Linked DNA regions of Mus musculus: all the other regions are linked to region 1. A link is a contact called in public Hi-C data. All regions are on one chromosome and are shown on one strand. The core of a region is the stretch at or near the end of the contact, and the rest is flanking DNA. Distances in the headings are between cores, read along the strand shown. Region 1 has its middle 320 kb from the start of Gm30904. Region 2 has its middle 190 kb from the start of Gm30904. Region 3 has its middle 150 kb from the start of Gm30904.

What was found. Hi-C and Micro-C count contacts between places; a contact is called where the count stands out from the background.
Region 2: a contact with region 1 is called in a Hi-C map of forebrain, with 6 times the contacts expected there. The contact joins two enhancer-like sites. A contact is called at or near these places in 3 of 484 Hi-C or Micro-C datasets (cerebral cortex, cortical neurons and forebrain).
Region 3: a Hi-C map of forebrain shows a contact between it and region 1, with 5 times the contacts expected there. The contact joins two enhancer-like sites. A contact is called at or near these places in 1 of 484 Hi-C or Micro-C datasets (forebrain) and 1 of 115 datasets of contacts at active chromatin or transcription factors (neural progenitor cells).

Annotation. Positions count from the first base shown.
Region 1 is chr2:8,025,561-8,029,380 of GRCm38.p6, reverse strand. No RefSeq gene overlaps it. Among named protein-coding and RNA genes, the nearest start is that of Gm30904, 320 kb to the left of the region's middle. Within about 2 kb of position 1,595, at least 6 of the 459 cell types and tissues checked have an H3K27ac peak or open chromatin away from gene starts, as enhancers often do. A contact at or near this core is called in cortical neurons and forebrain, where this site is marked.
Region 2 is chr2:8,534,889-8,538,708 of GRCm38.p6, reverse strand. No RefSeq gene overlaps it. Among named protein-coding and RNA genes, the nearest start is that of Gm30904, 190 kb to the right of the region's middle. Within about 2 kb of position 1,693, at least 14 of the 459 cell types and tissues checked have an H3K27ac peak or open chromatin away from gene starts, as enhancers often do. A contact at or near this core is called in cortical neurons and forebrain, where this site is marked.
Region 3 is chr2:8,497,138-8,500,957 of GRCm38.p6, reverse strand. No RefSeq gene overlaps it. Among named protein-coding and RNA genes, the nearest start is that of Gm30904, 150 kb to the right of the region's middle. Within about 2 kb of position 2,222, at least 20 of the 459 cell types and tissues checked have an H3K27ac peak or open chromatin away from gene starts, as enhancers often do. A contact at or near this core is called in forebrain, where this site is marked.

The DNA of each region.
Region 1 (3,820 bases), core at 346-2,845:
TTTTCTCCGAGGACTCAGAAATGTGAGAACTGGGAAATTGGCTCAGTAAAGCTGAGTTAGCAGTGAGAAAATTGAGATGTTCTATATTTCTGTATTAACATCTGCTGCTTGTTCAAAGCGTGATCCTTTCAAAATGATGAAGATATTGGGGAGAAAATGGAAAACAATGGAACAAAAAACTCATACTTCATAATTTTTTGTAAAAAATGCAGCATTTGACATTGCAATCAACCATTCTACGTAATAATGTCTGGAATAATGGAATTTTGGATATATAATGTTTGAAATTGATTACATTATTTCGGGTGTAAATATTTTAGCTTCTCTGTGACTTCAGCACCTGTATAATAGAACAAGCTCCCAGAGATATTTATTTATGAAAAATATCAAGCAAACTCCCAATAAAATTAACTTCCATTGTGTTTATTTCTGAACTTGTTCTAATGGGAAACAGGCATTTTCAGTTGATTCTTTGTAAAATGAAATGCCAAATATCATCACGAGGAATGATTTATGGAATTTGCGCACCTCACAATGGTGACTATAGGCTTAAGACAGTTAAAAGGAGGAAATAGGGTCTGGAGATATGGTTAAATTGCTAAGAGGACTTCTTGCCCTTCGAGAGGTTCCATGTTCACTTTCTAGCAACTATGTTAGTGGCTTACAAACACAAATTCAGGCATCCAATGTCCTCTTCTGGCCTCTGCAAACTGCATACATAAAGCATAAATTCACATAGATTCATACACATAAACACACATACACACATCTGAATTTTCTATATATTTTAAATTTTAAATATATAATATAAATATATATAACATATTTTAAAATTATATATATAATCAGATGTAGAAGTTGTTGCAAGCATAGAGGTACATAGCTATAATCCTACACTCAGGAGGAAGACAGGAAGATGACAAGTTGGGTGCTTGTCTGGGCTACAGAATAAGACCCTGTTTCCTCAAACACCAAGGACTGAGGAGGAAGCTCATTCAACATATACTGAAAGCTCTAGATTTAGGCCCCAGTAACACACATAGAAAGTCTGATATGGTGGTGTCTTAGTTAGGATTTCATTACTGTGAACAGACACCATGACCCAGGCAGCTCTTACAAAGGCAAACATTTAATTGTGGCTGGCTTAACAGTGTCAGAGAGTCATTCCATTATCACCACGGCAGAAAGCATGGCAGCACACAGGTAGTCATGGTGTCTGTTCACAGTAGATATAAAGTGCACAGCAATGGTCTTTTTTTGTCACTTTTTGTGTCTGTGTGTACCTATGAGCATGTATGTGTATGTTCACATAGGATGGGTACACACATATGAAGGCTCAAAGATTGATTTGGGTGTATTCTGTATTCTTGAGATTATCTTTTTTGAAACATGGTCTCAGTGGCCTGGAACTTTCTGAGTAGGTTAGATGAGTTGAATACCAAGTACCAGGGATCTATGTGTCTCTGCCTCCCCAGTACTAGATTTCAAATGCACTGCATTACACATGTGAGTTCTCACATAACTCAGTCCTCCTGCTTGTTGGCTCAGAAGTTTATTATGTTATTTCCTAACCCTTTTATCTGTTACATTATGGACTTTTTCTATACTGGTAAGCTGCCCAGTTCCTTGTCAGCACACACTCCAAGTGCTAAGATGCAGACAGTGCTACAACATGGTTAATTAAAGGCATTTTTTTCAGTTTCAGATAAAATTGCAATTGCTAGGCAGCCAGTGGTAAGCCATGTATAACTTTGTCATGTACCCATGTCAGTAAAACCTGAGCATCTTGATTAATGACTGTAGGGTCACTGCTGTACAGTGTCAAAATTCTTTGAATTCTTCTCTAAATTCAAAACCTATCCCTGCTGACTGTTAGGAGCAGAAACCGGGGATTATGCTAATTTGGATTATTAATTAGCTGTTCTATTTCCCCAGAATGCAAGGGATGACATCTATACCAACACGCCTGTCTATCCCTCCAATAGCAAGAAGAGACAGAAGAAAAGCTGCTTCCAATGCTAAAGTTAGGATACTGCAAAGGGCTCTGGAAAACAGGGCTAGGTCGTGGGAATTTCTTAGCGCATCCATGATTGTTCAGAACACTGATGATGGGGGTTCTGTATGCAGATGAAGTCTCGGAGGCGTGGCCAGTATTCAGCATTCTACCTCTAACAGTGCTGCCTTCTTTTCACTGCTTAGTTAGAAGTATCCACAATATTTATAACATCCTTCCTCCTGTCTGGGGATTTTATTATAAGACAACAGGGACTGGAAAAACTATGGTCATGTAAAAACAGTTAACACAAGACCTTTTCATTCATGTAGTTTTTCATGTGTTCTGTATATGCATGTGTGTGTGTGCATGTGTGTATGTGCATGTGTGTGTGTGTGTGTGTGTACTCATATTTGCTCACGTGTGCACATACCTGTGGAGGCTGACGTTAATACTAGGCATCTTCTTGGATCGTGCTCCACTTTATACTCAGGCACAATCTCATCCGGAACCCGGTTGCCTAGGTAACCAGACATCTTCTGTCTTTGCTTCTTCAGTGAAATTATAGGTAGCCACCACAACTACATAGCTGTTAAGTGGGTTCTAGAGTTCCGAAGCTCAGTCTTCCTGCATGGCGAAACCTCTATCCACCGTGTCGTCTCCATAATCCTCATGACCAAGTTTACAACCTGCCTCAGTATTTAAGAGTGTGGGAGCACCTGGAACTTTGACGACCACAGTTCTATGATGCTATAATTCATGAGCTTTGGCCCTATATAATTTTCATTATCTTTGCCTCGGCATAGGAAGATTTTTGTAAACAGAAGCTTTACTCATTCAAATAATGCCAATTTCCCCAAAGTTGTCTCTGTATTTCAGAGTGTCTCATAAGTTTGGCAGACTGTACTGTTATACTGAGGCCATTGCTATAGTAGCATTGTTCTGTTTTATGTGTTCGATCCTATTTTCAGATTTTATTTTTATTTCAAAGTTCACCACCAAATGAATGCTCAGAAGACATTGATATCAGGTACTTTAAACATGAAAACACTAACAGGCTATTACGTAGCACATTAATACCACAGATTTCGCACAAAATTTCTGGTGAAAATAAAAATGTCATCATTTTTTGACAACATATGTTACTAACCTCAGTATTTCTATTTACCAATCAATGCAGCTTGAACTTGTCATTGCAATCTGAAACCAACCTGAAAGTTAGGAAAAATCTTACTTTTCCACAATGGTAATCACACTGAAAAGGTGTCCATAATGATAATAATTTGCATAATTTACATCATATTGTAATACATTTTTATAATTCAAAATGTTCATATTTAATGCTGATAATATACCCTATCCTAAGGTCATAGGGAATTTTTACTAATTCTCTAAGTAGAAAATATGCATAATTTATTTAACCATTTTCCTAAAATGTTAAGAATTTTGAAATCCAGCAACAATGGCTCCAAATCCTGATTATGCTGCTCAGGTTGGTAATAGTACCTGAGCTAACACAGACTCAGTCTCTTATAACTTCACTGTCACCATGTGTCATATGAGACATGTGTTAATATGATTAAAGGGAATGGTGGGAATGGAAAGAAACCTAAAACTCTAATGCTGTCCTTGGCCCACAAATCTATTCTCTTCCTTGAGTCTCACTTCTAACTCATGCACACCTGTCTTCCTTTAGTGACATTATCCAAGCTTGGCAAACAAGATTCTGCTTCCCCATTTTTAGGGGGTGGTCCTTTTTTTATATTGAGCCCACTATAGGTACTTCATTCAGTCTGTTATTTAAGCACATTTATTCTACTGATGTGT
Region 2 (3,820 bases), core at 444-2,943, 510 kb before region 1:
TACCCGGTTCCCATACTCAACCCCTGTGATTCCGTTCTTTTCAGATCATCTTAATAAGTTCCAGGACAAAATTCTGAGATCACTACTTACAGACTTATTAGAGATACATAAATGTTTAGGTAATAACTTCGGATGAAAAGACTTGCCATTTTAATGTGTCTACTGTAGAAAAATTTGCGAGGCTAGATAAATAGTTCAGAGGTTAAAGGCACTCGCTGCCCTATCAAGGGACTTCAGTTCCCAACATGTACAATGGCTCACAAATCCCTATAACTGCTACTCCAAAGGGTTCATCTCCTCTTCTGGTCTCTGTATGTATTACAAACATGGATGCATAGACATGGACAAAGACAGACAAATAATTCAACTTCTATTTTTTAACAGATACATTTATTTATTTAAGGTTACATAATGATTATTGTTTATTAGAAGCTTTAATGGCTACAAAACATATAAATTGAAAATAGATTAAGATATTCAACTGTTTGTGTGTTATTGAATGTCAAGGTTGTTGTTGTGCTTGTTGTTGCTATGTTCTTGCTTGTAGTATTTAATTGTGCTGTGGGAAGTCGCATATTTGTGAATATTTCCCTAGCAGGTACCTCTTTGCAAATAGTTTTGGTTTGTGGAAATATCTCTTTCTTCTTTGCTGCCATTATTTTGCTTTTAAAATAGACTTTTATGGGGCTGGAGAGTTGGTTCAGCAGTTAAGAATATTAGTTGCTCTTGTGGAACACCTGGCTTTGCTTTCCAGCACCCATATAGTGACTTACAAACAGCCCTACTTAGATAGTTTCAGGGCATTTGATGCCTTTGATCCTAAAGTCACCAGGTACACACAAGGTGCCCATACATACATTCAAGCTTCCCTATCGCTTTCTCTGTGACTTCCTGTACACTTCTACTTATCTCTGGAATAGTCTGTGTTACCCTGACTTCTCATTTTCTGGGGTATACTAAGGCAACTCTACTTTACCCAGAAGCTTGTACATATAGTAGTTGCTATCCACTTGATTTTTTTAAAAACAAAATTTTGGAATACTCCTCACATTTTTGATAGAACTACTACTTAAAATGGAAAAATTATTTATTCATAAAAACAGATTTAATATGTGATACAAATACTGACAAATATGTAGCCAAAAAGTTAATAGCTATATACTTAAAATATATATGGTTAGCCAAAGTTTATAAAATTTTTAATTAGAAAGTGCCAAAAATCCATCTAGTTACAGTGATAAATTGTGCATTTAATATAGAAGTTACTATTATTTGCCATTAAAAATAAATACTGTTTTGATTAATTATTTGTTACTAAGTGTCTTTACAGAATTTGTTGGACATTGTGTCAATCAGCAGAAGTAGTGTAATTAAACAATATTATCAAGATGAGTTAAAATAATGTAATCACATTACATTATTTAACTAAATTTTAAAATCTAAAGAAAATGTTTTATAAAATTTGTCTTTAAAATTGTAAATATTTTATAGCATTTTATTCTTTGATATGGATTCCTAAATGACAGGATTTAACATTGTGATTAAAGCAAAAGTATGGAACAATTGTTTTAAAAACTGGCATTAGAGGGCACTGTTGGATGCCTTGTAGCAACTACAAAACTGAATGCACAGATCAGTTGAGGAATTTTTATGGGGTTAAACTTTAAAACGTTTTAATTTTCAAACCCACATGTAGATTTAGAGACTATTTTTGCCATAGAAAGATGAGAGAGCCAGGGAGGGGGAGAGGAGGAAGAGAGAAGAAGGAAAAGAGGGAGAGCATACAGAAGAGAAAAAGAGATGGTAGAGGGGACAAAGGAAAGAAAGGAGGGAAGGAGGGAGGAGGGGAGGGAGGGAGGGAGGGAGGAAGGGAGTCATCAATCTATTGGATGAGTCACACTGACATTGTGAAGTGAAAAGGGGAATGGAAGATAAAATTAAAAATCAGAATCCTTAGAAATATTTTTTGTTTAAAAAGCTAGGTATATTAGGATGGATTAAAAAAGAAATATAAAAATCTACTATTGTAAAAGCTGAGATGCCTAAAATATATACAAAAGTAAATAAAAAGGAAAGAGGAGAGCTACTTCAAGGGAAGAATAGCAAGTGGGGGTAGGGGAAACAGGGGAAGACAATGGAATCAACTATGAACACGGCATATTATGTGGGTGAAAGGTCCCAACTAAATTCATGATTCAAATAAAAAAAAAAAGATAGAGTAGAACAACCACGATACTGCGCGTTTAGATCATTTGCTTAGTTCTCTTTAGAACAGTATGATCTGGGCATACTATCCCGTGGAGCTCTCAGACTCTGAACCACCAACCAAAGAACGTACAGGGGCTAGACATATGTAGCAGATGCGCAGGTTGATCTTAATGTGGGATCCGAATAACTGGAGCGGGATCTGTCCCAAAGCTGTTGCCTATACGTGGGAGAGGTTCTACTAGCTAGGTGGTCTCCTCAGGCCTTAATGGGAGAGGGAGTGTGTGCCTAGCCTCGCAGAGGCTTGAAGTGCCTGAGTGAAGGGAAACCCAGAGGGGTCCTACTGGCTCAGAGGAGAAGGAGAGGTGAAGAGGTGAAGGATTATGGGTGGGAGTGACCAGGACAGGGGCTGTGAGCTGGATGTAACGTGAATCAGTTAAAAAAAGAAGAAAAAAAAAAGGAGAGAGAGAGAGAAAAAAGAGAAGAAACATCATTGCCAAAAGGTCACTTTGGATGTCACCCAGGGTGCAGAACAGTACTAGAAAAGACTGATTTTTGTCATTACATTGTAAAATTATCACTGTAACTATTCCCTCCCTTGCTGAGCACAGGAGGACTATAATTAAATGTTTGGTTGCAGTGTTTTTAGAATGTATGGTTCTTTTGTTTGTTCACTCAAGATTATAACCCAAAACAACTGTAGAAGCCACAGTCAAGCTTGGAAACACAATCTTCTCTAGTAACTAATAAGTACATTCCCTGAACTCCACTAACATGAAACTGTCGCTAAGTGCAAAGAGAAGCTAGAAAAAGTCTTTGTGTATTTTCGGGCAAATCATTTTCTTTTGAATGTATTAAAGTTGTCTATGTTCTTATTCTTGGATACACAAAAACACAATTGTTATTAGACGCGTTCTCACGACCGGCCAGGAAGAACACCACAGACCAGAATCTTCTGCGGCAAAGCTTTATTTCTTACATCTTCAGGAGCCAGGGTGCAGGAAGCAAGAGAGCAAGAAGCAAGAGAGAGAGAAGCAAGAGAGAGAGAAGCAAGAGAGAGAGAAAACGAAAACCCGTCCCTCTTAAGGAGCATTCTCCTTCACCTCGGACGTGTCACTCCCTGATTGGCTGCAGCCCATCGGCCGAGTTGACGTCACGGGGAAGGCAGAGCACAAGTAGTCATAAGATACCCTTGGCACATGCGCAGATTATTTGTTTACCACTTAGAACACAGCATGTCAGCGCCATCTTGTAACGGCGAATGTGGGCGCGGCTCCCAACATCTCCCCCTATCCTTTTAATAAGAGCAAATAGGCCACCCATATTAATGAGAGTGGAGATAGAGGTCAAATCCCCAGTGTGTAGGTAAAGGAGCCATGTACAGGATTAGCTCTTAGGCTCACAGGCTTTTACCCAGAGCAACCCTGACCTGCTCCCGTGTCGTTTTGCCTGGGGGAAGGGAACTAGGACACTGAACCTTCTTGAAAGATGACATGTCTCCCTAGAATAGGCTCATATATGCCGCAGAGCCTTTCCATTGCAGTGCTTAGCCTTGCAACTCTCTCGGGCTGCTGAAGCACACTCACTCTATCCCGTGCAATGAGTCTAGCCTCAT
Region 3 (3,820 bases), core at 973-3,472, 470 kb before region 1:
ACTGCTTCCTTTTAAAATATTTTAATGCAAGAGTATTGTTTAAGTTCCTTCTTCTTTGACAATATTCTTAAGATCTTCCTGTAATTAAATTGAATGTTTCTTTAGAAATTTGTTTAACCGATGTAGTCAATTTCTGCCATGCTGCAACTTCTCATTGCACACAATTCTATAGGGCTGCTCATGAAGACTCAGGAAGAAAATAAAACTTACGGGTCCCAGGAAGCTTCTGAAACTTACAAGACTCACCAGACAATGCCTAAGATTGCCCAAGTCGAATCAGTGGCCAAGGAAAGCTGACTATCTGACAGGCAGCCTCCTAATGAAATCAACAATTCCAAATCTTTGTGATTGATTTTTGTTTCTTTGTGTTAAATTCTATCTTCTAAGAAACAAGTGTGATTTCATCATTGTCTCCTGATCCTTATGATAGTATTGGTCACATGTAATGCTGTCAGCTAGAAACCTCGAGAGCACCATTTGTTGTTGTTGTTGTTGTTATTATTTGAAGTAATGATTTTTGCATCTATTCACTTATCTGAACTCTAGAAAATCCCTGAGGCAAGCTCATATTATGAATACCTTTATTACTGCTAGTACTATCAATATCCTCATTTTATTTACTAAATATCTGGCAGAAATAGTTCTAGATTGTATGTATGTTAAGATTCAATTCCAGGTTCTTGAGATATACAGTAATGCTTTTTCTCTGCACTTCTATTTACCCTCATCCACCACAGTGTGTAAACAGTAGTTGAAGTATTATTATGAGATTTCAGAGGAAGAGAGATCCTAACTTTGTTTTGTGATAAACATTTAAATAATGTTTCTACTTGATTACTAGTTATTATTTGTAGTCTCTTACTGTGCTTAATTTTAAAATTATTTTATTAGAATTATGTACAATTATAGAAAAATAAAGTATATTTAAGGATCATTTTTATCAATGTTTTCAAGTCTGTATTGTACAGATTGTATGTCATACATAATGTATTATTCATACATAACTTACTGGGCAAATTAGTTGTGATACAATGCATAATATGAGTTTATTATAAAATGCATATCTATCTATGTATATGAGAAAGAAAGAATTATATCTAGAGTTCTTTTCAAAGTTAATAAACTATTCAACTTTATTTGGTGAAGAACTGATTTTTTTCTTACTAAGTCTCAAGGAAAGGATTTTAGTTTTCATCAACAGAATAGGCTAATATCTGCATGGATCAAAATAAAGAATTTCTTTTCTCCATCTGTGAGAAATCCAGACTGTTTTGTAGTTAATATTATCTCATGGCCAGTGACTATTATAAGTACGTTGAAACCTTTCCTTGGAAAGAATAAGTGGCCGATTGCCAGATCTGAAAACTCCCCTTCTGTTCCACCATTGTACTGGATTGCCAAGCCTTCTGCCTTGTGGCTACTTAAACACTCTAGTTTCTAGTTCAATTCCAATTTTAGAATAGGAAGAAACATATATGAACACCATACAGAAGTATGCATTTCTCAATAGTATGGTAATTGGTGGTGTTGTCCTTCAGGGACTCCTAGGTATCCTTACTTCTGTTCAGACATTAAAATATGGGAAACTAGATCTTCATGAAAGTAAGGAACTTGATCCACTTTATTTTTTAAGTGTTTTGGACCTCTAATGTCTTTCTCAACCACATTTTATAATCTGGCTGTCATTTTAGTAACTATTAAGTTATTCACTGTTAATTATATTTGAGAATTAGACTGTTTTCATTTACTTGCTTTGCATTTAAATACCTTCTACATGTTACAGAAAAAAATGATTAAGAAAAGTACTATATAATGACTTTTATTTGAATGATATCATGAGTATGGTGCCTAGCTAAATATTGTAAGGTCATATTTAGGACTGCCTTCCACTAGCTAAGCAACCAGACTGGATCTTGGGAGAGGCATTCCTTTGGAAGTGGTAAGTACAGAAAACCAGGGGAGTGAGCATGGAGTTAGAGGGAAATTTCATTCTTTGTTTCCCTTCTCTCTCCAACTGTATCTGTTCTTTAGTGGTTCCTCTGCTAATCAGCATGAGTTCACAGCCAGTATTGTCTACAGAAAAATCATCCTCCTTAAAAGCAGGCATGAGTTCCCCCCAAATGCTTCTGACTGCCTCTTACCTTCTGTTGTTGTGGGAGGGAACCAACTCCATGCAGAACTGAGTCATCAGCCTTGCTCCTTTGTGAAGCAGATGGTGTTGCTAGAGCTTGTTCACAATGGTTGGAGGTTGTTTCAAATTAAACCCATAGTCCTTCCTATCTGCAGCACAATAGCTAACTGTGGCTTCTCTGTTATGTTGCAGGCATGAGACTGATCAGCAGTTACAATCCGTTTGCATCCACCAACTGCTCAAGTGTTTTGCTGGTGAGATCTCATGCCTCAAGGAAAATGGTCCTAACAATGGAAGACTGACACTTCCTCATTATATTCAAGGGCACAGCTTTTCAACTTACTTGCCATTGTTAGCTAACTGAGCTTATGATTTTAAAACAATTTGAAAGCAACCCTGTTTTCAAGTAAAATCTTTCTAAAATCGTGCATCATTCCCAGAATCCATAAATGAAATGCAAATGTACAGTTGAATTGGGTTTCACTCTGAGCAGAAAATAGCTTACTGGTTTCAATATCTTATCTCCTTAGGGCTTGTATAAATGCACAATCTGTTTCTGTCGATTCCTTATGTCCCAGATTGGGATACATGTTAGTTATTTAATTTGATTCATTTTATGTTTTCACAGTTTATCTAAATATAATTGACATACAACAAACTAAATATTTAAAAAGAACGTTTTGCTCGTTTTCGACACATGTATACTCTTGAGAATCATTAATCACAAAAAGGAACACAATCTATGCACATAGATACTATCCTCATATCCTCCATATTACCTGTTCCCATTACCTCTGATACCCAACCAATGACTGGTGCTTTTTGTACCGTTTGTTGAAAAGTTACACTATACATATTGTTTAGCCTGACTTGCTCAGCATTATTATTTAAAGGTTTATTGTACTAATGGCATTTATCACCTGTAATTCTTTAGAAAAATCGATTGCCTGGGTCTACTATAGTCTATCCATTAACCAAAAGTAAGCATTTGTGTTATTTTTCATTTTTAAATTGAACAAATAAAGCTACAAATCACTTGAGTTGTTTGATGCAAGCATACGCTTTCACTGCGTTTCAGCAAGTACACACCAATGCGGGTGCTTTGATCCCACCGTGGCTTCATGTGTAATGCTTTAAGGAAAATGAACAGTTTTGTAAAGTCATCTTTTAATTTCAATGTGGAGTTATTACACATGGTCTTAATTTGTTTTCTAAGGCTGTGATAAAGTAGCCTGACAAACACAACTTAAGGGAGAAAGGATTTGTTTAGCTCCCCAGTTCCGTGTTACTGTCGGTTGCAGCAGAGCAGTCACAGTGGCAGGAGCTTAAGCAAGCTGATCATATTATTCTGGAGTCAGAAGAACATTGCAGTATCACAGGCATGGGATGTTAGTACTCAGCCTGCTTCGTGTAGTCTTTGATCTGCCTGGGGAATGGAGTTACACAAACCTAAGATAAGTTTTTGGAAGATAACAGAAGTTTGTATGAGCTAGTTTGTGCTGATAAAACATGGTGCTGGTATGGTATCCAGTATAAGTTATCTGGGGCACCATAAGTCAGCTAATAATGGCTGATCTTACATTTTCAGAGAAACTCAAATAAGCAGCAATGCAACTTATATTTGGCAGGATGATTCTTTTGTGAGATTCTGTTTAAATATAGTGTTTATCAGACTGTGTGTATATTTCT